7 separate regions of the Mus musculus genome follow, and all the other regions are linked to region 1. Evidence: chromatin contacts called from public Hi-C, HiChIP or PLAC-seq and promoter capture Hi-C data. All regions are on one chromosome and are shown on one strand. The core of a region is the stretch at or near the end of the contact, and the rest is flanking DNA. Distances in the headings are between cores, read along the strand shown. Region 1 holds the start of Wnt7a (wingless-type MMTV integration site family, member 7A). Region 2 holds the start of Klf15 (Kruppel-like factor 15). Region 3 holds the start of Iqsec1 (IQ motif and Sec7 domain 1). Region 4 overlaps Iqsec1 (IQ motif and Sec7 domain 1). Region 5 has its middle 38 kb from the start of Iqsec1. Region 6 holds the start of Nr2c2 (nuclear receptor subfamily 2, group C, member 2). Region 7 overlaps Iqsec1 (IQ motif and Sec7 domain 1).

Region 1 (3,272 bases), core at 402-2,901:
ATTAAAAAGAAGATAATACCTAACGCGGCCAGAGCCAATGAGCCCGACCTCGCTTCCTGGATGCTGGATGAGTGGATGAGCGCAGGGCGGTAGTGCGCGGGCCAAGATGAAGATTAAAGCAAGTGGGGGGGAAAAAAAAAGAAAAGAAAAGAAAAGCCATCCAGACGCGGGCGAATCAATAACACTTAAAACACACCCGCAGGCAGGCAGCGCGCGAGCCCAGAAGCCGCCTCTCGATCCGCGGTTGGGCTGGAGGCCGCCTAGTCCACTCAGAGCGCACTTGGTTTTGAAATCCCATTCCAGAGAGGTGGGGTTGGGGAAGTGGGAACCCTGAGGGTGGCGGCGGAGAAACACAAAGGGTCTGCCACACACGCCCCCTGGCCTTGGGTCCAGTTCTTCCCAAGGCAGCGACAGGAGGTTCACAGGTAGTAGGGGTGTATAGAGAGAGGCAGGTGTGAAGCCTCCCAAGGTAGCCCTTTGGCGCTAGGACCTCTGTCTATGATTAAAGCCCCCCACGTCCCCAAAACCGTGCTGCACACAAGTCACTTCCTAAGTACAAAGAGAGGCCGCGCAACGCAGCGCAAGAAGCCACCTGCTTCCACTTTCCAGTTAGAGTGTCTCCTGCCCCACCTCCTGACGCCTGGGTTCTTTGGCTCCCACCCCAGCGACCCCAGGGTCGGCTGTCTTGCTTTCTTTGGGTGGCGGCTAGAGAGCGTCTCTCCTTGGTGTCTCCGACTAGCCATTAACTATCTCTGGTCGTACTATTTGGTTCTGATTGTTAAATGTGCTGTCCTCCTAGCTTGGGAAGGGGGTCTGAGGGCCGCTGGAAATGAGGCGGTGCCAGAGCTCTGAAAGGTGGTTTATGCTTTTGCCAGGGAACACCCCCAGTCCTGGGCCCACGTTTGCTACATGAGTAGCCCTGTCTGCAAAAGGGCTGCGCTCACAATATCGCGCGTAGAATTCCTGCTGGGAATTGAGCTCTCTAGGGGTGGCTGTGGTCCTGCCGGATCTACTGTGCTTGTGGCTTGCGCGCAGGGGCGGGGGGTGGGGCGGTTCCTGGGGACCCCATAGAGCAGATATTCGCTTCCAGAAACACTTAACTGTCTGTTTCTGGAGGTATCCCTGACTCTGAGATCCTTGGGATGGCCGATCCCCTGCCCGAGTCTGTGGAATTGCGTGCGCCCCTGGGTTGTCCGCTCACGGGGAGCCTTTGTGCCCTCAGGGTTCCTGCACCTCCCACTGCCTCTCCTGAGCTAAGTTGGGCAGCGCGCCTCCCTCCCGGGCCCAGTCAACTTTGCCTCCGTCGCACGCGCGGAAAGAACGCGCGCGGTGCTTACCCGATCCGGAGGTAGACTATGCCCAGGCTGAGAAAGAGGTGGCCCAGGCAGCGCCGCGCTTTCCGGGTCATAGTCCCCGCTGGTGGCGGGTGCCACGGGCCGGGCTGTGCTGATCCCGCCAGCCGGGCCCGGCGGGGCAATCCACATAGCCTGCGCAGGGGGCGCGGGCCGAGGCTCCCTGGGCGGTCCGTCGGTGCGTCGGTCCGCGCTAGGCACTGGAGACTGTCCCAGAGCGCGGGAGCCGCGGAGCCAGAGGAGGGGAGAACAAGCGCAACAAGGGGCGCCGCTGCGCGCCAGCGATCGCGGCAAGTGTTTGAGGCGCGGGGACTGCGGGGCGCTGCTGCCTCCCGCCCCCGCCCCTCCCTCTCCGCCCTTCCCCCGCCCGCCTCCCGGAGCGCCCGCCCCGCGCCCAAGCGCCCGCGGGTCGAGGATGTCTGCCCCGAGCGCGCTCCCGCGGCGCTCCTCCGAGCTCGCGGCGGTGGGAGGCGGGGGCGTGGAGCGGAGTTGGGGGTGGAGGGCGGTGGAATCCTGCCTGCCTAGCATCCTTCGCTAACTCGCAGGTTGAGACCAGCAGGTGCCCAAGGGCCATCCTCTGGGTGTAGAGGATATAGGCTCATTTCAGAACCCTCACGCCTTGTTAGAGCTCTGTCACACGGGCCAGAAACAGGGAACTGGGGTGGAGACTCCTGCAGAACTACTACCCCACACATTCTCTCCTCACCCTCGTCTGTGCGAGGGGCTGATTGCACCTAAGGCGAGACGTGACAGGATCCTCCGGAATCTTGCTACCGGTGGAGACTTGGAATTGGACTGGAGCCCAATGACCAGTAGCAGAACCTGAGAACACGCGCAGGTGAAAGCTCAGAGCGCTCTCACGGCGACACCTGCTGGGTGCGGCAGGTGGTGCATTCTGGCCTTTTGTCTTTCTGATCAGAGACACGCAGCCCAAGTTTCAGTTGGAGAAACTGAGGAGGTGAAGTCAAACTCAAAGTCACTAACAGGTGAATAGCCAGATTGGAACAAGGTAGCCCCAACTCTAGTGACCCCTACTCTTCTCTCCACTCCAGGCCTGCTTAGCCTTCCAGACTGCAGTTCTTCATGCATACCTTCATGTACAGCCGCTGTTCACGCATGCGTCCACGGGCTACTGGCGCCAGCCATGCTGACAACCGTGGATTCAAGGAACACGGGAGACCTTGGTCTGGGTACAGCCTGGGGGGGGGGCGCTTTCAGAATATGGCCACTACATTGTTCAACCAATCTCCATTGCAAGGAGTTCTCTGTGCGCGCCTTCCTTGCCTCTGGGCAAGCCTGTGATAGCTTCCTCATTGACAGGTGCAGATGATGGTAAATGGATACGTACAGGAGCCCTGTCCAGTAAGCACATGCATAGCTTCAGATGGCACCGGCTGGTGAGAAGGTCACAGGACCGGGGACCGGGCAATGGGAAAGAGGGTTCTGTGCACTAAAATGTTTGTTTTAGCTCTGAGGAAGTGGCTGGGCTGTCCGCAGCAGATCACAGGATTTGGGCCCATTATGGTAGAAGCTAGGAGTGGGTGAAGGAGGAGCAAGGATGAAGAGAAAGAAAGCCAGTGATGTGGAGGGAAGAGAGGGGGACTGTATTCCTAGAAGAGTTTGGAGTCCAATGGAGACCCTGGAGAATAAAGCAGGTAACTCATTTGTGTGTGTGTGTATCTCTGGGTGTCCCATGGAGACACTGATGGGGGCTGGGAAGGGAATTGGACACTGGGGAGCCTGTTGGACTAGGGAGACTTCAACATGGGTTCAGGGACAGATGGGACATTTGTGCTGGAGAACTTTTATTGCCGTTTTGGCATGAATCTGACTGAAGTGGAGATAGCCTTGACCCACTGGTCCCCCAGCTTCCACCTCAGGGGTGCTGGGATTACAGACTGTGCACTCCCACCCTGCTTT
Region 2 (3,159 bases), core at 409-2,908, 950 kb before region 1:
AAATAGTAAGTCTCCAGAACTGTTAAACTGGATAGGAAAATGGGGGGTGGGGGATGCAGCAGGGAGCAGGGGGCAAATGCAGGCTCCCTTGAAGATGCCACTTGAGTGAAGGAGGGAGCCATGGGAATGTTGGGAAGGGAATCATACTCAGACAAACAGCATGTACAAAGGTCCTGAGCTTGCGCCTGGCAGGTTAACCTGAGAAAGAGAGGTCATGGAACAAAGGGACCCAAAAGAGACTGAGGAAGGCTGAGAGAATGGGGTTATATATACTTCCTGTGAGTGAGCTGGGAGCCCTGGGAAGGTTCTGAAGCAAGGATGCCTAATGTGACTCAGGTTTAGGCAGAATGTCCTAGGTTGGCCATGGCTTCTAGACAGCTGGGGCATCTTCCCTGTGGACTGAGGCCGCTCAGCTACACTGTTGCTTTCAAGCTTCTGATCTTTGACTGCACTTCTCCCTGGGGGTGGGAGACATTGGACAGACAGAGTGTGAGGAATGCAGAGCCCAGGGTAGGCAGGGCTATGGAGAAGTGTGCTGGCCCAGCCTGACCCTGCCCTCCCTTGACAAGATAGGATCAATCAACTTTATGGACTAGCCAACCCCACCTGCTCTGCGTGCTAGCCCTGGCTAGCTATTCACTGGCTGTAGAATACTGGGGAAGACTCAGACTGGGCCTATGATCAATCAGAACGTTGATGACCATCTTGTGCTAAGCACAGACTCCTTCCGTGCTCTGGCTAAGACTCAGTTTAACTGCTGGATCATGGGCACTCACCTGGAGAATCCTCAGATCCTTATTTAAGGGATCTGGCTAAAAATCCTGGCCCCAACAGGGACGGCTTGGAGAAGCAAGGGGAAAGGCTGGCCACCTCGCAGTGTCAGGTAGGAAGCGCCAGGAAGGAAGGTCTGTCCAAATGTCCTGGGTATTAAGAAGCAGGGGAAAGACAAGACAGACCTGGCTGTGCCTGGCCCTCTATCTGCTTGGCTAAGAAGGCCCACGCTCGCTCTCAGCGGGTTTTTTCACGCCGCCCGGGTTTGAAGCCAGGCAGTGTAGGCTAAAGTGCACAGCAGGGTACCCAGCACTCTCTGCTCACGTGTTTTCTTGGGCTTCACTTTCCTCATTAAACCGGTGCAAAAGCTGTCTATGATGGCTTGGGACTGCAATCTGGAACTCCCTCTGCAGATCAGAAGCACCCTGCAGTCTTTGGGGAGGTGCCGCCACTGGTGGTGGTCAGCAAACCTCCGCAGTTTGTCAGTCGCAGAAGTCTAGGGTAGCGCAGTGAGCGTCCATTCCCGTGAGTAACCATGACCGCTGGAGGAAAGACCAGATGTATTTTTACAATTGGTCCCTTTAGACACGGTCCCTACTAGATCGGGCCTTGTTAGGAATGCGGAGGGGGTTGCAGGGACGATTCCGCTCCCGAGGTCCCACGTGGTCTGCACTTCGGGACTCTGCGGGCTTTCAGTGGATTCTAGAACCCGTCTCACGTGCGCATCGGAGGACCCAGTGCAGATCCACGAAGAGACCGGAGAGCGCGTGGGCAGCGGGAGGGTGCGGCCGAGGCGGGGCGGGGGCGCGTGACGCGCGGCGCTAGCCAATGGGGCGCGCGCCCGAGGCCGAGCCTCCTGCGAGCCTTCGCGGCGCCCGCGGCGTCACGTGAGCGGCCGGAGAGCGGGGAGAGCGGCGAGCGGCGAGCGCCCAGCTCGGCCGCAGGGAGTGCGGGCTGCGGCCAGGAGCGCTGGACGCGCGGCCGCATACGGAGCCGGGCCGCACGCGCGAGGCCGCGCCAGGCGACGCGGAGTCCAGGTGGGAGACGCGCGATGTACCGCGGCCGCGTGGGTCCTCCCTTGGGGATCACGGGCCGTCCCCTGGCGCGCGCTGTAGGAACCACGCGCGGAGGCCCGGGAAATGAGGGGACCCCGGAAATGCGGGGACCCCCGTGAGCGCGCCGGGCCTGCAAAGGGCAAATCCGGTGTGCGCAGCTTCTGCCCGCGGAGCCCACGCGCGTCCGTGGCACTCCTGGACCTGCGCTCCCATATGGCGGGGCCTGGAGACCAAGGGGCGGAGAGGTTACTGTCGGTCACTGTTGCGGTGGCCTAAGAGGGGACGCGAAGGGGGTCACTGGGCGGAGGGTAAGGTACTCTCCGAAGCTGTGCGCCAGAGTCCGAGCCACCTCCTTCCCACGTACTTCACACCCACGGGTGGGCACCCACGCGCGGGCACCTGGCGGACACCCGCACGGCTGCACTGCGCCCAGCACACGCAATCACACGACACAAACTCACACCCATTTGCGCGTACCCGCAGCGTGCGCTTATGTTCCGTATCCCCACGCAGAGTCCTCAGGCCCCTCTGAACAAACATTACCGGAGGGACCGCTGAGGGTAGCAGCCGCAGGGGGCAGGTCATCCCTCTTGGAAACATTCTCCCCTGGAGGGCACAGGGGAGGTTTGCTACCACGGTATGGGAAGGTGAAATCTCAAATGTTTGACTGAGTCCTTCAGATATTGCCCCCGACCATGGGGAGTCCCCGCCGCCCTACAGGTGCGAGAATGGCAGTAACTTTGGGGCCTTCGGACTCCTCAGGGAGAAGACTCTTATTTTGAAGACCGGCCCCCATTCGCCACCCCCGTGATTTGCACGCTGACCCAATGGCTAGCCCTTGGCCGGCTCTCGGCTTGTTATCAATTACATGTTGTTCCTACAGCCGCTGTGTCCCCGGGAGGATAAACAGCAGGCCTGGCCGGCTAAGAGAGGGGGCGGAGTCCAGCGGCCTGCCGGGGACCGTGCCCAGAACAGGGTGCCCCCTCCCCCTGCACGCAGCCTGCGCCTCTGGCTACGCCACGTGCTGCTGTTTTTCTGGGACCGGCTTGATCGCTGGCACTTGGGCTTTCAAGTCCTGGGTCCAGGAAGTCCTGGATCCCCTGGGCCTTCAGTACTTCAGTGTCCCCAGGGTTGCTCAGCACTGTTTTAAGATCCTGTGTTATAACCGGTTAGGGCCACTCCACTCCTGCATTTACTCCTGGATTCTGGAAACATTCAGCAAAGGCTAGGTCTGGTTTTGACTCTAGATCTAGCCCTGTAGTGAACAGTCAAGACTGCTTGTATTCTGGTGGGGCTTGAGCATACAAGACAGTTTTCACAGTGATACCTGACC
Region 3 (3,372 bases), core at 665-3,164, 600 kb before region 1:
TTCCATGAAAAGTCCAACATCTAGGCCAGTGCACACCAGGTTTTCAGAGGTGATTTGTCCAGTCTCCGTTTCCCCATTTTAAAATGGGGGCAGGGGTTGTCTTCATTCCTGTCCAGGCAAAATCTTTCAGAAGGTGTTCCCTAGCTTTGGAAACAGGCCCAGGGGCCAGCTGCTCTCTGTGAGAACTGTCACATTTCATGCTAATGACATCTTCCCTCCACAGCAACTTGCAGTGGCCTCTGCAAGTTGTCAGTTTTTTTTTTTGACACTAAAGGCTCCTGTGCCATTGAAGGAGTGGCAGGAGGAAGGAGGCTGCTGCCAGGAAAGTACCTTCCCCGAAGGTGAGAAGGTGAGATGAAGTTCCATGCTAGGAAGAGCGCTACTATTTCTGGTCTTGCCACGGAGAGCAAGGACCCTGTGTGGTCCCCTCAAACACCAAAGAACTCACAAGCTTTTCCAGAGCCTCCTGCAGGGGCCCAGCCTGATTATGCAGCTACAGGCAAGGTTTACTTTCCTTCAGGCTCATTAGCATGGGATCCGCCCCTCTCAGGAGGGGAGGAGGCAAGGCCTAAGGAGGGCTCAGAGGGCCCTTGATGGGGCTTGGGGGCCTCTTGGAGTTCAAAGCCAGTCTGAAGAGAGTTTGAATTTCCCAGATGACCTCCTAAAAACTGTTGCAAGCCTCCTCTCCTAGTCCTGGTGGCTGATCCCAATTCAAGAACGTCATGCCTTGCTTTTAAACCTTGAAAGGTCCAAGATTACCAAACTGTCTCTATCAGCTTCCAAGCACTGAGCAGGTAGTACTAGGGCAGACTGAGACCAGACCCAAGTCTCATTCAGTCCCCAGGGCCTAGAGTGCCCACATAGGGCAAAGGTTTCTCTTCCCAGAACAGCACCAGCAGAGCCCCCAGAGAGCCTAGAAGGAAGCTGGCATTTGAATCCCACTGCCCCCTGGGAAGCCTGGCTTCACTAAGCACAGCTTTGCTTCCATAAATACCCAGTCCCGTGATGTCACCACCCTAAGCCCGACTTTCACCACCTCCGCTGCTGGCATCAGGCCCAGCAGACGGGTGCTCAGTACCGGCACATTACACCTGTGCTTGACAGCTGGACACTGCTGCCACCTTCACCTGTCTATGGAGAAGGCCATCTCCTGCCACTATCTCAGCCTGCTGCTGGCCTTCCACCTGGCTTGGGTGCAAGCCATGGGCTTGCTGAGTATCAAAGCTTTCCCTAAATAGGTCTGTCAAGGGCACTGACAAAAGCCTAGACCACGGCCATGAGTCTGGGACCCTCATTTGTGGATGTGGATTAGGAGGAGGGTGCCTGCTTCAGTAGGGGACTTTCACAGCTCAAGGAAGACTTGCTGACTAAGATTCTTTTCCCCCTCATCATCAACAACACTGCCTTTGCCGCAGGGGTACAAACATTGGACGAAAGCTTGCTCCCCCTGGACGCCACCTGCAGAGCAGCCACCCCACCTCCACCAAGCCCCTCACTTCAACATGAGTAGTGGTCCTTTCTGCCTCAGGCTTTAGGATAAACTTGTCTTGCATACTCACAAATAGCGTCTTCGGCAAGCCATCCTGCCCAAGTCTGATTTCCTTCTCTCTCCTGCCTGGGCTGAGGAGGCTCAAGGTGGTTCAGAGGAGGAACAGGATGCTCAAGCGAGGTGGAAAGGAAGAAAATGAAAGCCAAGGGCAGTCACTTTCCCAGGACTGGCAGGTTCATCTAGATATGCTGGATGTAATGTGGCAGGGGGCTCCAAACAGGTCCTCCTACGCAGGGTTTACACTGTGCCCAGAAGCCTGGGAAGACGTCGAGTCACCATGGTCGCCAGGTTGGGCGGGGGCGTCTGCCTCGCTGCTACCTGGGACTTCCTTGGGAATTTTCCCTCCCGCACATCCGGGGTGGCAGTGCGCTGGGATGAGGAGGGGAGGGCTGGAGGAGGGGGGTGTCTGTGCCGGTTTGCTCTCGCAGCATCCGGAGGAGGGACAGGAGTGCAGGAGCGCCCCCTCCTTCCAGGAGCAACGTAGTGCGGCCTCGCTGGACCAATCGCCAAAGTGCTCGTTGCCATGGCAACTGCAGCATCAAACAGGGCCGCCCTGTGGGTGCGGCTGCAAAACCAAGAGCCCTGGCGCTGAGACCAATGAGGTGGCTCCTTCTGGCCCTCACTGGAAACCTGGAAATCTGTTGCTAAAATGCACTCGCAGCCCGAAGAATGTAATGATGGCATTGCTTTCCAGGGCAGCTTTCCCGTCCCTGGCATGGAAACATAGGAGCCACTAAACTAAGAACTCAGGAGATCTTGTGTCCTGGAGTTAGGGGCCATGAGACTTCAGCAAGCAGAGTGTCTCCTGGGAATTTCAGATGTGATACTGTAAAATGGGATCATGACAGTTGTGTAACTGGTTCAGGAGGGCTGACCACATACAGTAACTGACATAGCTTGTTATGCACACATCAAATCCTGAGGAGGCACGAGGGTGGGGGGGTGGGGTAGGTGGAGGGGGTCCTCATTCATTTAGGACTAACAGACACAGGGTGGCCCAGCCAGCACTTTGGCCTGAGTCTTCACTTGCAAAGCTGCCTCCAGGGAAGGTAGTGAGAGTGTGAACCCTCTGGATGAGGGTGGCAGTTGCCAGGCTATTTTCTTTGTTCCATTCTTTTAGCTTCTCAGACCCACTGAAGTTGGGGGAAGAGGGAGGCTTCACTCTTGAGTTCTGTTCTTTTATTACAGAGAAAATGGATCTCAGAGGCAATGAAAAACTTATGGAAGGTTACACAGCAAAGAGGGACAGAGGCCAGATGAGGAGGAACTCATTCATCTGGCGAAGTGTCCTTGTATGCAGCGTAGAAACTGCTGAAGCAGCTGGGTAGCCAAAATACAGGGGGCTCTAGGAATGGCCAGTCTTTCCATGAGAGCCCCCCTCCCCAGAAGAATGCTGTCATAGGAATAATTCAGATTTATGTAGGCTTAGCACATGGTAAACTGGTCCACTCTCTCTCCTTGATTGAGTTGCTCTGTATTTTATCAAGATCAGGATACCACCACAGCATCAGAAGAGGTCCTTCCAGAAATGTGTGTCATTAACCACAGCTGCTCATAAAGGCACCCTGGGGGGGTGTGGGTACTAACACCCCCACCTGTGTGCTTGTGCTTTCAAACTTCTTAAAGAGGAGCTGCTTTTCCCACTCTCATATCACAGACGAGTAAACTGAAGCTGTGATTGAGAACTGTCCACCCTGTGTGCACTCTGCTCTAAAGGCCCCATCCTGGGCTGCTTCTTGTCCTCCTTTTGGACCCATGACATCCATTGTATGCCTGTCTCTTTTCTGGCTGCTCTTCCAGAGAGGCACACACATCTTGATCCT
Region 4 (3,225 bases), core at 253-2,752, 700 kb before region 1:
CATCTAAAACTGGGCAGATCTGGGACTCTGGCCAGGTTCTTCCAGCTCTTGTTGCCATCCCCCTAGCTGCTGACATCACTTCCAATCTAGGGTGGTGGTAGGGGTGGCTAAGGGAGACCCTCTCACATCTCCCCCTCTAGGATTTAGGGGTGGCTAAGGGAGTCCCTCTTTCATCTCCCCCTCTAGGATTGAAGCTAAGCCCTGAGCCCTAGGCCTCAAGTGCCAGAACAGACAGGACCAGAATCACCAGTGCGGCCCAAAGCTCCATCCAACACAGGTCACCCACTGAACCCAAGGCCCCAAAGCTCTATCTACTAAATCTGCCTCAGGGCTGGGATTTAGACCTCAAGGTCTGCAGTGCTCAGTATCTCTGGCTTTCGGATTCTGCCTCATAGAGCATGCAGGCCATGCCTCCCTCTCCACCCTAGATGAATGGCAAGTCATCTTGCTGGGTACACCTTCCAATCCATAGGCAAGGCAATTCCTCTCATCTCTGTGTGCTTTTTAGCAGCTATTAACAGCACTATAAGCACAAGAGCCTGTGGACCATCATCACTTCCTTCTGGTCTGACCTATTCTCGCTCAACCCTGTCAAATGCTCAACAGTTCTTGGCCCCGTCACTGCGATGTCTGCATCCCTCTCTCTTTTAAAACTAGTTTTCTCTGTGGCGAGGAAGTGAAATTAACTACTCCTGTCCAGCAAGACATTGTCCCTGAATAAGCAACACGGTCCTGTCCTAGTATTGGGGAGCCACACCAGCCTGGATGTCAGTGCCACCACCTGTCAGCACTAGTTTCTGTGCACCTCTACACACTGGCATGTGAACTGGTGTCTTCTGTCCTCAAGGCTACCCCACAGCCACCTGCCATCGTCTACATTTTATAAATGGGGAAACTGAGGTACAAGATGTGATTAAGTCACAGAGACACCAGAGAGCATAGCTGAGGCTATAGGGCACAGGTGGGTGGTCTAATAATATAACAAGTCTGCTCCCAACCAATAGGCTGAGCATCCTCATCTACAGGTGACCACAAGGATCTTCACAGAAACGGAAACAGAAAGCCAAAGGGGGAAATCAACAGCCAGGGAGGGCTAGGCCTTTCTAGGTGGCCTCCTCTTGAGGGAGAGGTGGCCCTTCAAAGCCTATTAATAAACACACAAACAACAATAACAAAACCCATTAGAATAAATGACCATTATAAGCACTGCCTTGTAAAGGCTTAGTGGGACCATGAGCTCTGGTCCACATGTTCTGCCTGTATCTGAGTGCCCACACCACCCAGCTTCCAGTCAAAAGAGAAACAGAAGTACCAGGTACTTCTTTTAAAGAGGGTCCCTGGAAGAATGGATTCAGGTTGCGGACAGAATCCAACCCAGCCTGGGCAGCAGGCAATTTGGGGAAACCCTTTCTGTTTGTGTGCACGAGAGGCTGCTCCCAGCTGGGGCCTCTTCCAAATATTCCAGTTTATTAACCATCCTCCTCCCCTCCCGGGGATTAAGTTCACCGCCCACAGCCATCTGTCCTTTCATGTCAGAAGCCACGGCTTTCCTCGCCATGTGGAAGCCGGCATCGGTCCCTCAGTCAATCGGGATAGTCAGCTTTTGTCCCTGGCATCCCCGACCATACATAGCTAGAGCTGGGGCTGCATACAAGATTAAAGTTTTGTTTTTGTTTTTTAAAGAACAAAGTGCTACCCACATACCCCTAGTAGACTCCAGAGAAGTGATTCTTGTGGTCTGTGGGGGGAAAGAGACTCCAGGAGAGCCCGACACACTGTCACTGACCAGAGTACAGGCTGGGGCACTTGGGAAGATTTTGGAAATCTAGAAACCAGGCGATACCAGATCTATTTACACTAGTGCCATTTTGCCAGACATGAGTTACCCCAGAGGAAATAGATTCTGGCTGTGGAGCACACAGGCCCTGAAGCCAGGCAGTCAGGGTGCAAATCCCAGCTCAGCCCTCCCTGGCTGGCGATTCTGTATGGCTTCCTCCTTATATCTGAAATAAGGGATAGAAGCCTGTACTCCTAATTGAAAACAACACACACACACACACACACACACACACACACCACCATCACCACCACTGCTGCTATGCACAGCTATGTGGCTATTACTGGGCTGACCTTTGAACAGAAAGGAAAAGGAAATCCAGTGAGGCTTTGTCCGCAGAGGCCCATGAAAGCTCTACAGAGTGCCTTCAGTTCAAACTGAGCTGTCACTGTGTCGAGAGACCTTGCACCAAGATTATAAAATGTGAAGGAAGCCACTTCCATGATGAGCAGAGAAGCTGTGGCCACGTTCAAATGGCACAGACAAACTCTAAGCAAGTGGCCTCAGAGAGTGTTCCCATGCAGGGTCCCCAAACCAGCCTTCAACTTAGAAGAAGAGAAGATGGTAGGGACCATTTTAATCCAGCAGTCTTGCTGTGGAAGGGAAAAGCTGGACAGTGACTGTCGAAACCACTCACTGGGCTTCTGTGGGCGGAGCGGCTCACCCCACCCCACCCCCACTCACAGTTGTAGTCTCATTTCATGGGTGGGACAATCAAGGCTCAGGGAGGGGAGGCAACATACCCAATACTGCTCAACCAAAAGGGCTAAAGTGACATACTGAGTAACCATGGTTCCTCAGTTAATGTCATGGGAATGAAAGAACACAAACAGGCAAGCCTGTGGCTAAGTCCATCTTGGGTCAACCTCTTCCAGGTTGGGAGAGCATGCCATCCCTGTTCACACCTGTATTCCTGGATGCAGTGGTCAATCTGATAACAGGGCCAGGTGCTGTGGATCACTCAATAAAGGTACCGCTATCAAAGCCAGAGTTGGGACTGGCCCAGCTGGCACCATGCCATATTTTCCCCATAATTGCCATCAATTTTCTCTCTGCAGCAGCTCCCGCAGTGGATCAGCCAGATCCTCTAAGGCCACAGCAATTAATTCTTGAAGAGCCTTAATGGCCTTTAAAGTCATTAGGATCTGCTTTTGAGGACTCAGGGTAAATCTCACTCAACAGCCTTGAGCCTCCTTTCCCCAGACAAACACACCTCTCCCAGGCCTCCAGCCATGGCATAGTCCCAGCCCACTAGAGCTTGGTGGTTGCCTTGCCTCTGTGCTTACTGGGCGGATATTTCACACGTCATCATCATTCAAAGGAAATTTACAAAAGAGGAAGGAAGAAAACACAGCGGGTCACTGGCAGCTGGGAAGTGCACAGTGCTG
Region 5 (3,339 bases), core at 312-2,811, 560 kb before region 1:
AAATAATATCAGTGTATTTTTAATCTCTAGATGTTGATTTTTGTACAGAAAGAAGCACTTCCTACATTTCAACAACTGTAGCAGCAGTACACCTAGGGTCACTCCTGACTGTCTAGCTGTTCTTTATATGGTCATGTTATCTTGCCACTTTTTGTGCCTGAAAGTTTCATGGTCACAGATATCATGCATTTTACCTGTCTGGGTATTTCTGTATTTGGCTACATCTTGAGCTTTGCCACAGTAAGGTATGTGGAAACAGACACAACTGTACGGTCCTGTCATCAAGATTCCTAGCTGGAACTGATCTATGCTTAGTTGAAGGCACAGCATTGCCTGCCAATTTCCAGAATACTTTCGCTAATGTTCTGTGAATCCTGAGAATTTTTCCAGGTTGGCACTTTGTCTGTCTGTCTGTGAGTGCCAGGCACTCTGATATCTTTGTGACAATAAATCTAAAAGATTCTTCAGCTTTAGGGCTCTAGTGGTGTGCTTTCTTCTTCTTCTTCTTCTTCTTCTTCTTCTTCTTCTTCTTCTTCTTCTTCTTCTTCTCTCTCTCTCTCTCTCTCTCTCTCTCTCTCTCTCTCTCTCTCAGCATGATTCTCCCTCATTCTTAGATTAGACTGACTCTTCCAGCCTTAGACTTACCAGACTCTGGTTCCCATTCCCCAGCTCTCTAGGGTAGATGCACGGAAAAATAGAGGTCACCGTGTCTATTCCCTCTCTGTCAGGGGCCTAAGTAACTAAGTGATTGCTAGTGCCTTGAGAACTTGCTTCATAATTTTGCTCTTTTATGGAGGTTTCAGGTCCCATTTAATCTAAAACCTGGCTTTGAACATGGGTTTTGTTTTTCCAGGAAACCAAAAAGAACTCTGGAGATTCCAACTTGACCCTATGTTACAAGCAGAGACTAGTTTTGCCTTACCTCCTTCTACCCTCCCCTGCTATCCCAAGAATGACAAGTCACATTTTGTATCAGCAGACAACAAGCAGAGTTCTGTTGAGAGGCAGGAAACTGAGCTGCAACCGTCTTGCCAGATTTGGTACTGGCATGTGATATCAGCATTATCATGGTCTTGGTGGGCTTGAAGTGCAGCAGTAATGCTAACCTTGTTCACAGTGGCTGATGTGAGGGACTGTGGCAGTGGAAGAAAGGCCGAAGGAGCCAAAATGGTTCTAGTTGGTCAGGACCCCCAGAACTGCCTTCTACTCTGCACAGGCTGTCTCAGATGCCCAGATTCCAATAGTGTCCCTAGAGCTGAGTCAGCAGTCCCAACTTCCTGTCACTTTGGGAATCTTGGGTAGAAATGAGCTGCTAATCTTTGGGAGGGTACAAATAAATGTGGGGTGATGCCTCAGAAGGGGTGCCATCCAGGCCCTGGACCAGACACATTCTGCCTCTTCATACCACACAAGAAGGAGTATCAGCCTATTTAATTCACAAAACATCTTTGCAGGGAGTAAGTTTCCATGGCAACATCAGTGAGGCTGACAGGGACTGAGGCAACTTGCAGCATCTTCCTGTGTCAGCCCCTCAGGTGCTGTGTAGCCAATGCCCTTGCCAGGCCCATCTCTGCCTGGCTTTGCTGAAAGGACTGGGCTGCATACAGCCAGTTATATAAGTGGTTGCCTTAGAAGAACTGCTGCCCTGAGTCACGTGGAGCTGGCAAACTAGTTCAAGGTAATTTATGACTTTGGGATGCTTCAGTTTCTAAATACAACAGACAGCTACAAACTGCAAACACTTTAAATTTCTGGCCCAAGGGGGATGTCACAGTCCAACCTGGGCTGTACTGGGACCTGGCTAACAGGGAAGGTTTGTGGAGCTAGTCTGGCTTACCTAGCCCCAGGCCAATAGAAGGCTACTCTTGAGCCTGAATAAAGACTCCACCATTCCTCCAGGAGCTTCCTGTGGCACATGCTGACATCTAGTTTCACCCAACACATATACATTCTGCTGTTTCCCCTCTTGCTCCGCTGTATTATAGCTTACAACCTACAAAACCCCACCCTGCCTTGGGACCTTTGTATATACAGCATCTTCAGCCTGGAATACTGTTCACACCAGGGAAGAGCTTAGTGCAGGACTGAGGGAGATGATGGTCTGTACTGGCTAGCTTTGGGTCAACTTGACACAGCTGGAGTTACCACAGAGAAAGGAGCTTCAGTTGAGGAAAAACCTCAGGGGGAAAGGCCCCTTGTGGGTGGGACCATCTCTGGGCTGGTAGTCTTGCTTCTTAAGAGAGCAGGCTGAGCAAGCCAGGGGAAACAAGCCAGTAAGGAACATTCCTCCATGGCCTCTGCATCAGCTCCTGCTTTCTGACCTGCTTGAGTTCCAGTCCTGACTTCCTTTGGTGATGAACAGTAGTATGGAAGTGTAAGCTGAATAAACCCTTTCCTCCCCAATTTGCTTCTTGGTCATGATGTTTGTGCAGGAATAGAAACCCTGACTAAGACATGGTCTGAGGAGTAGGATGTCAATAGAGTCCTAAGCTCTGCCTCATCACTGGGGACTGGCATGAACAGACCTTCCTTTGCTCTAGGTTTCAGGGTATCAACATTCTGTCCTGGGTCCCCCATTTTGCTAGAAATCAAGGAGACTGGAAAAGGAGAAAAGGAGACTATCATGCACAGGAGACAGAGGAAGAAGCCCTACAGTCACTCTGTATCTTTTGAGAAATAAGCCAAGATGCTTCCATGATGAGCAGAGACATGGGCGTTAGGGAGATAGAAAACAACTGAGTAACTGAATCAGTCCAAATGTGTATAGCCTCTGCACTGAGTGTGTGGATACAGCTGAGGCTCAGACCTGCCCTCGGTGCTTCCTTAGTCTCCCTGTATGGATCAAGCTGGATCAGCTATCAGCACAGACCCACCAATCCTCCACTCTATCCTCACATAAATGCTTAAGAAAAGTCACATTCCCTACCACAGAATTCACATAAGTCAGAAACCACAATGAGAGGAAAAGGGAGATGGGAAAGGTCTTGGGATCTGTGATTTTTGAGATGTCCTGATATGTAGCTGAAGAAAGAAGGCCCATGCTACAAGTGCTCCTGGGCCACCTTTGTGGCCCCATGGGGAAATTAAGGCATATTCTAGCCTCATTTCATACTCAACCAAATTTCAGACACACTAAGGTGAAAAGTAAAGACAGAAAATGTGGAGAAGCAAGTGTGGGGGAAGTGTAGTTGAGGCTGGCATGGCTTCTCAGTGAGGAATATAACCTCACCTAGCAGAAATCAATCAAGAAGTCTAACTGCAGATAAGCTAAAACAAAATTCTATGTTCACCAAAGCAGGGCCAGCAAGATGGTTCAGGTAGGAAAGGCACTTGCTATTA
Region 6 (3,203 bases), core at 502-3,001, 680 kb after region 1:
GAGACAGGAAGGGGAGGGGACTGTGTTTAAAACACTTGCCACAAAATAGAAAGTCGATTAAGACTATGGGCATTGTTAGAGTCACCCTATTGTAAGCCTAAATGTCTACTGCAAAAATCTTGAAGCATTTATTTCTAATGAGCAAGAGGTGTGTGTGTGTGTGTGTAATTAGATGGTAGAGTATATCCAATCTACACAGCTCGGTGATCAAGGGGAGTGGGTGAACATTGCAGGCAGACACTCAGAGGGAAACGGCGGCACCTTCCCAAGCCCAATGAAGAAGTATAACCCGGAGGCTTTTCAGAATGCAATCAGTGCGTGCCAAAGCTGCTTTTCTCAAATCGCGAAGGAGAGGGGCACGGGACTGCACAAGTCTGGGCTCCAAGGCTAAGCACCTGTTTTAAAAATGGGCCTGGGGCATCTGCACACTTGCCTGGTCCGGCCAGAGGCATGCACATCCTCGGAGCTTTAAAACAGAAAGCTACCATCCATCCCAAGGAAGGTACCGGGAGCTCAGTGCACTCCCAGGACACCGCTCGCTTGCAACATCTCGGCGCGGCGCCAGGCAAGGGCCCGCTTCTCCAGCCTGCAAGCGGTGCCTACGGGATCGGCCGCACCTGCCCGGCCCAGGCCTGCGGGCCTCAGCTCCGGCGGCGGCCGCAGCGGCAGCGGCGGCGTTCCGGTGCGCGCGCGCGCTCAGCCAATCGCGTGCTCGCCCGCCCCCCGCCGCCGCGGTGAGGCTGGCGCCGGGAAGAGGAAGAGGAACATTCGCCCTCCTCCTCCCAGCGCGCGGGCGGCGGCGGCAGCGGCACCGGGGTCACGAACTCTGACCTTTCACTGACAAAAACAATAACAAAGCGCGGTCCCTCCGCGACCCCGGCGGTGCCAGGGCCCAGCCCGCCGCCCCGCTCCGCACCGGCCCGCCGCGGCGTCCCGGCCGCCCGAGCCCCCGGGCTCCTGCCCTCCGGCGCCTGCCCGGCCCGCGCCCTGCCCTCCTAGCCGGGGGCGCCGGCCGCAGACACGGGATCTGCTCCGCGGTTGTGGTGGCGCCCGACCCTGAGGTAAGAGCAAGCCCGCCGGGCCAAGCCGCGGCGCGGCGCGGCGCAGCGCGGCACGGCGGAGGAGGGCAGGCCTGCGCCGCCATGGAGGCCGCGGAGGCTGAACGCGGCCTTTTACCTTTGCCACGGGGCGGTGGCGGCGGCAGCAGCGGGCGCTTTGCATAGTGGGCCGGGCCGCACCCTTCCCTCCCCTCTCTTCCACTCCCCTCCCCTCCCGCGGCCGAGCCCGGCGAGCCGCTGTCCTGACCGGGCCGGCCGCGCGCCGCGGGGGCGGAGAGGGGGACTGTCCGCGGCCCCGCCTCACGCCTGGCCCTCCGCCAGCGCCGCCATCTTGTCCCCGCGGCGCCGGCCAGGCTCCCCTCGGCGCGCGCCCGGCCTGCCCGCTTCTTCCTGTGTTCCCCGCTCCTCACCCCAGCACTCCCCGCCTGCCGTTGGCTGCCACCCTGGCCCAACCGCCGTTTTTCCGGACTAGGAGGGTGGAAGGGGAGGGAGGGAGGCGTGGGCAGGGCACGACCTCCTGAGTGACGGCCGGGCTGGCCAATCGTTCCCCCTTATAGGAGGGCCACGGCCTGCGGCACCGCCCCCGGGGCTGTGCTGGTTGGTCCAGGTGGGAGAGGGAGGTCCCGGGGGCCGCTAGTGCGGGGTGTGAGGCCGGGCGGGCCAGCCTCTGAGGAACTTGGTGGGTCTCGGGCTGGGAAGCTGGTGATGCTTTTTGAACCCATGGCGCGGCCAGAAGGGAAGAGTTCGTCGGCACTTGGAGGCTCTCCGGGGTTCGCGCTTTCCTCACGACTCTGGACGGAGCCCCTCTGGCGGGCTCAATTTCAGTCCATGAAATTGGGACACCAGACGTTCTTGCCAAGCCTCGCCTCTCTCCTCAGCATTGTTTGAGGGACTGTTCTCTGAAAATGGAGTCCAAGCTACTCTGCCAGCCTCAAAAGTAATTTGCAAATGGTGGTGTTAGTTTTTTCGTCTTATTGTGGTGCTGGGGACGGCCCTGCCATTGAGTAACATCCCTAGTCCCAAAATGGTGATGTGGAAATATATAAGGAACCAACTGGAGTGGAAAACTTGTGAGGTGATTCTCTTTCCTACTTTCATTAAACACAGTTGTGCGTAGCTTTAGACACTAGGACACTACTTCCAGAGATTCAACTGACCTGGGCAAGGAGCCATTCTCCCCCCAGAATTTTGGATGCCGAGGGGATACAAAGGCTCAGAGAATGGTCAGAGAATGGAAGAAACTGGATGATGTGCTGAAGGAATCGTGAGGGCATTAATTTAATTGGATGGTGAGGAAGTCAGGCTTCACTGAATGTTTGAATAGATTTCAGGAAAAGAGCTGGGTTCTGGATAGCAAGCTTGAAGATGGGAAGGGAAGATTTTCCCACACTTTTTGTTGAGTAAATTGTTGCTGATACTATTGATAGCTAAGTGCTGCATATTTAATTGGTGCATTTTTACCCGAACTTGACAGTTGGGATAGCATGCCCAGCAATAAAATGTCCATTATACTAAGCAGGGAATTTGAATTGGACTTCAGTAGGCATTCTTTTAACATATTTATCTTTCCCAGAGATAAAATTGATTGATGCTATGAAGCTACTGAAAATCTCATTTATCAAAGTGGAAAACAAACTTTACAAAATATAATGTTAGCTTCCATTGGAAAGTCTGATGACTAAAATATTTGTGCATATAACATAGTAGGAAGGGCTGGCTAGCATGTAGGAAATCAAGTTTCATCCTTAGCACTGCATAAACTTATGTAGTGCTGCATATCTGTAATCCCAGTTACTGGGGCGGTGGAGGCAGATCAGAAGTTTCAGTGTCATTCTTGGCTACATAGAGTTTTAGGCCAGCCTGGGCTATAAGATCCGGTATCCAAAATAAAATATTTGAAATCAAACAATACCTTTTTAATAATATGAGCAGTCTCAGTTTTAATTCTTTCTTTGGATATCTCAAGAGACAGTGTAAGTTAAGCCAAGCAAACATTTCCAAAAAGAGATTGGAATAAGCTGTCCCAAAGTGACTTGCAGCCCAGTGAGTTCTACACTGTGGATTTTAAAGTTTTCCTGAATATTTATGAGGTGATAGAATCTTCATGAAATAAAGTGACAACCCCCTTTCCCACTCCCAAAGCAT
Region 7 (3,228 bases), core at 474-2,973, 720 kb before region 1:
CTTGCTACATAATTACAGGGACCTGAGTTTGATGCTCAGCATCCATGCAAAAAGCCGACCATCCCAGTCTTGGGGAGGCAGAAACAAGAGGACTAACCCTAACCCTAACCCTACGGCTTACTAGCCAGCCAACCTAGCTGAATCACTGATTTCAAGGGTTAGTTAGAGACCCTATCTCAAAACATAAGGTGAAGAATGAAAGAAGACAAGTAGGATCTCTCACATACGTGCATACACACACGTAACACGCTTGCGCAAGAGCTCCCACAGTCAAAGATGATGCATCCTTAACTGTAAGGCTTTCGTTGTCAGGAAGGATATATTTGTGTTTCACATGTAATTAAGTAATGATAGATTGAGAAAGAATCTACAAAGGCCATAGCTGGTTGGCCAAGGAGATTGTTTCTTTTGCCTCCTGTACTGTATTGCTGGCCTCCACCCATCCACTCTGCTTAACCCCCATTACCCAGGGCTGAGAGGCAGTCCTGGAGCAGGGCAGTGTATAGGAATAGCAAAGCCAATGTAGGACAGATGGACTAAGCAGGACACAGTTGTCAGTGACCTGTGGGTTCTGGCTGTAGCTTGCACAGTGGTGAGTTGGCTCCTATATGTAGCAGGCCACAGGTAAGGGAAGAGGTTACAGGAACCCTCTCTTGGTAAATGTGAGGAGTCTTAGACTCAGCTCCTAAAGGCCTCAATGAGGGCTACATACTATATCCCTCTTACCAGGCCCCTCTTACCCACTCCATCTGTACTGCTAGGGATGCTCAGAATCATGCCATCCTAGTTTTGGAGGAGCTGCAGGAAACAGCAAGGTGTGGCTCAGATGTGGCTGGCCCCCACTGTGCCCCACTACCCTCCTGTGGCCTTTCTGGGAAACTACTAGGCTATATGCTTGTAACCAGAAGGCAGGCTAGTCACATGCTTTCCAGGTTCACAAGCCCCAGGGAGACCAGGCTGGCTTCTGATGACCCCAAATCCCAGAGGCCCGAGGGAAGGAAATAATGTAAAATCTCAGGTTAAACAAGAGCTGCCAAGGTCCCCTCAGAGGGTGTGCTCAGCCCTCCCCACTTCCCATGCTATTTTTGACCCTGCTAAGAATAGCTTGCTTTAAATATCCATCTCTTACCACAGCGTGGCTCTCAGGGCTGCCGGCTGCACCTTCCCTGAGCCCCTCCAAAGCAGCCATGCAAAGGACCCAGCCCACAGCTCCCCTACCTTGCCTTTTCCCCAGGCCCCCACACAGACTTGCTACCGGCTTGTTCTAAGACCTTTGTGCTTTACATCAGCCCTGAACATTTGAGGCTCAGCATTTGAGGCTGAGCCAGCTATGGGGACACATGTGTGGACATGATGGATAGGGATTTACCACAGAAAAGTCCCTGTTCTGCTGTCTAGTTCATGAACATCTGCCACCTCCATAAGTGGCCCCTGGAAGGAACTGGGTCTCCTAGGATTTAAAGCTGCTCTAACCATAAACATGGTGCAACATACTGCCTTAGCCTTATAAAGGCTGCCTTAAATTTCATCCTTGGTAAGGGTGTGGGTAGAGGCTCACAGTAGGAGGGAAGATGGATTCATCTCTTGCCAGTCCTGCCTGGGCCCAGGGGTATGATTGTGAAAGCCCATGTGGGTCCTTCCTCCATGCATGAAGCGGGGGAACTCACTTGTTGAAGAGATTTAGGCCAATTCGGTAATGCCTCTTACGGATGACATCGTTGCTGAAAGCTGGAGAGTCCCAGCTGTTGCGGGTCTCCTTGTGGTATGTCTGCTTGCTGAGTGTCTGTTCCCGCAGGCTGTCCCGTGATGAGGACTCAGAGCTGCAGTTTATGGTGTCATTGGAGTTGGAGGTGCTGTTGATGCTGTCATTGTCCCCATCTGAGTAGTCAGACTCAGATTTGCTCTGCCGGTTGGCTGAACCATTGATGGCTAGGTGACTCTCAAGAGGTCTGGGGGGCCGAGGCCGCAATTCAGGTTCCTCCCTGGGGAGGCCTTTGGGGGGGCCACCGTGGGGGCCATGCTTGGGGCTGCCCTGCTGCCCACCGAGGCTGCGCTCATAGGCACTCTGCCTCTTGAGTGAGCTGCGATCTGAGCGGTCACTGAGTTCCACGGAGCTATCACTGGGTGGCTCAATGGTAAGCAGGGGCAGGTGCTCCACCCGCAGCCGTGGCTCTGGCCGCTCCAGTGATGGTGTGCTTCGGCAGCTTGTGTCCGTGTCAGCCTTGTCCTCTTTGTGGGCCAAGGCCCAGTAGTCCTGGGCTGCACCCCCAGACCTCAGCCGCAGGTCCGACTCTGTGCTGGAGGGCCGATCGCCAGCCTGTGAGAGTGGAAGCGGTGGTGACAGCTCTTCCTCATCAATGTAGAGGGTCACATCACTATACGAGGCTGTCATCTCATCCAGTTTGCGGTGGTCCATGCCATGTAGACCTGGTTTGGGCTCAGTGTCCCGAGCCCGGGCCGTGTCTGAGGCTGGTACCTCCTCACTGTGTAGGCTGCGGCAATTGAGGGCATCATCGATGGATTCAGCCAGGGATTTCACCTGCCTGGAGAAGGCATCCTCCAGTTCCGTGATGGCATCTGCAAAGTCACTGGAGGGGGCTGGAGACTTGAGGGCTGGGTCACTAAGGTCTCCACATTCTGATGGCACCAGGGCCCCCAGCTGGGAGCCATCATTAGTCACAGAGACCTGCTTTCCCTCAAAGTAGGAGCTGTGCACCTTCTCGGGGCCCTCAAAGGAGAACTGCATCCTCATGTTGGACAGCACAATGCGACGTGACATGCGGTTCTCCGACATGGAGCTGCGCAGGCGCTCAAAGTTCTTGTTCATCTGGTATTGGCGGAACGCCGTCTGGATGGTGCGGGCTGCATGGCGGGTCACGAGGCGTCCCCCATACTTGCGTTCTAGCATTTCCACCTAGTGAGGTAAGAAGAGGAGAATGTGAGCCCTGTGTGATGACACAAAGATAGACAGCTATGCTCTTCTATGCTCCATAGGGATATAACCTGGGATGTTCTTACCATATTCCCAAGTGGTTTAAAACAGCAGCTTGGGGCTGCTGAGGATTTTCAGTGTCAAATGGGATAAGTGCCAGGATAAGACAAGATTGGGTAAAGGTGGCGGTGCACAGATGCTGAACATCCCAACACTTCTGGTCATAGAAGCTGTGGGCCCTGGAGGTCAAGATGCATCTACAGATGTCACCTGTAGAGCCTGAAGTATGAGCAGTT

What was found. Hi-C and Micro-C count contacts between places; a contact is called where the count stands out from the background. HiChIP or PLAC-seq counts read pairs in DNA pulled down with a chosen protein or histone mark. Capture Hi-C pulls out chosen DNA fragments and counts their contacts.
Region 2: a contact with region 1 is called in a promoter capture Hi-C map of liver, with 2.5 times the contacts expected there. The contact joins the promoter of Klf15 here to the promoter of Wnt7a in region 1. A contact is called at or near these places in 2 of 39 promoter capture datasets (hippocampal neurons and pre-B cells), 1 of 484 Hi-C or Micro-C datasets (cortical neurons) and 1 of 9 other capture datasets (liver).
Region 3: an H3K4me3 HiChIP or PLAC-seq map of forebrain shows a contact between it and region 1, with 6 times the contacts expected there. The contact joins the promoter of Iqsec1 here to the promoter of Wnt7a in region 1. A contact is called at or near these places in 14 of 39 promoter capture datasets (the 3T3-L1 cell line, 3T3-L1-derived adipocytes, the C10 cell line and 9 more), 35 of 484 Hi-C or Micro-C datasets (the 3T3-L1 cell line, 3T3-L1-derived adipocytes, the N1E-115 cell line and 22 more), 10 of 115 datasets of contacts at active chromatin or transcription factors (SST interneurons, astrocytes, craniofacial prominence and 7 more) and 1 of 9 other capture datasets (embryonic stem cells).
Region 4: a contact with region 1 is called in an H3K4me3 HiChIP or PLAC-seq map of stem cell-derived neural progenitor cells, with 14 read pairs. The contact joins the enhancer-like site here to the promoter of Wnt7a in region 1. A contact is called at or near these places in 2 of 39 promoter capture datasets (the C10 cell line and hippocampal neurons), 1 of 484 Hi-C or Micro-C datasets (embryonic stem cells) and 3 of 115 datasets of contacts at active chromatin or transcription factors (embryonic forebrain, pancreatic cancer cells and stem cell-derived neural progenitor cells).
Region 5: a contact with region 1 is called in an H3K4me3 HiChIP or PLAC-seq map of forebrain, with 3 times the contacts expected there. The contact joins the enhancer-like site here to the promoter of Wnt7a in region 1. A contact is called at or near these places in 4 of 39 promoter capture datasets (the 3T3-L1 cell line, hippocampal neurons and liver), 2 of 15 datasets of contacts at CTCF or cohesin (the NIH/3T3 cell line and large pre-B cells), 1 of 484 Hi-C or Micro-C datasets (myocytes), 7 of 115 datasets of contacts at active chromatin or transcription factors (embryonic basal ganglia, embryonic forebrain, embryonic hindbrain and 4 more) and 1 of 9 other capture datasets (embryonic stem cells).
Region 6: an H3K27ac HiChIP or PLAC-seq map of embryonic stem cells shows a contact between it and region 1, with 9 times the contacts expected there. The contact joins the promoter of Nr2c2 here to the promoter of Wnt7a in region 1. A contact is called at or near these places in 1 of 39 promoter capture datasets (liver), 2 of 484 Hi-C or Micro-C datasets (both in embryonic stem cells) and 1 of 115 datasets of contacts at active chromatin or transcription factors (embryonic stem cells).
Region 7: a contact with region 1 is called in a Hi-C map of cerebral cortex, with 3 times the contacts expected there. The contact joins the enhancer-like site here to the promoter of Wnt7a in region 1. A contact is called at or near these places in 2 of 39 promoter capture datasets (embryonic stem cells and hippocampal neurons), 1 of 484 Hi-C or Micro-C datasets (cerebral cortex) and 1 of 115 datasets of contacts at active chromatin or transcription factors (embryonic forebrain).

The regions. Positions count from the first base shown.
Region 1 is chr6:91,409,702-91,412,973 of GRCm38.p6, forward strand. Wnt7a (wingless-type MMTV integration site family, member 7A) reads right to left here and starts at 1,652. Exons shown (of 4, transcript NM_009527.4): 1 at 1,338-1,652. The coding sequence starts at 1,408. Gm30437 (a long non-coding RNA gene) reads left to right here and starts at 1,627. Exons shown (of 2, transcript XR_377869.4): 1 at 1,627-2,310; 2 at 2,405-3,015.
Region 2 is chr6:90,460,918-90,464,076 of GRCm38.p6, forward strand. Klf15 (Kruppel-like factor 15) reads left to right here and starts at 1,659. Exons shown (of 3, transcript NM_023184.4): 1 at 1,659-1,808.
Region 3 is chr6:90,808,209-90,811,580 of GRCm38.p6, forward strand. It overlaps Iqsec1 (IQ motif and Sec7 domain 1), which reads right to left and starts at 1,915. Exons shown (of 14, transcript NM_001134384.1): 1 at 1,560-1,915. The coding sequence starts at 1,582.
Region 4 is chr6:90,710,174-90,713,398 of GRCm38.p6, forward strand. All of the region lies in intron 1 of Iqsec1 (IQ motif and Sec7 domain 1), which reads right to left. Among named protein-coding and RNA genes, the nearest start is that of Iqsec1, 98 kb to the right of the region's middle. Within about 2 kb of position 1,503, at least 50 of the 459 cell types and tissues checked have an H3K27ac peak or open chromatin away from gene starts, as enhancers often do. A contact at or near this core is called in stem cell-derived neural progenitor cells, where this site is marked.
Region 5 is chr6:90,846,725-90,850,063 of GRCm38.p6, forward strand. It overlaps a transcript of Iqsec1 not described here. Among named protein-coding and RNA genes, the nearest start is that of Iqsec1, 38 kb to the left of the region's middle. Within about 2 kb of position 1,562, at least 16 of the 459 cell types and tissues checked have an H3K27ac peak or open chromatin away from gene starts, as enhancers often do. A contact at or near this core is called in forebrain, where this site is marked.
Region 6 is chr6:92,090,682-92,093,884 of GRCm38.p6, forward strand. Nr2c2 (nuclear receptor subfamily 2, group C, member 2) reads left to right here and starts at 1,752. Exons shown (of 15, transcript NM_001347342.1): 1 at 1,752-2,133.
Region 7 is chr6:90,687,913-90,691,140 of GRCm38.p6, forward strand. Iqsec1 (IQ motif and Sec7 domain 1) reads right to left here. Exons shown (of 14, transcript NM_001134384.1): 3 at 1,668-2,914. Among named protein-coding and RNA genes, the nearest start is that of Slc41a3, 85 kb to the left of the region's middle. Within about 2 kb of position 1,724, at least 35 of the 459 cell types and tissues checked have an H3K27ac peak or open chromatin away from gene starts, as enhancers often do. A contact at or near this core is called in cerebral cortex, where this site is marked.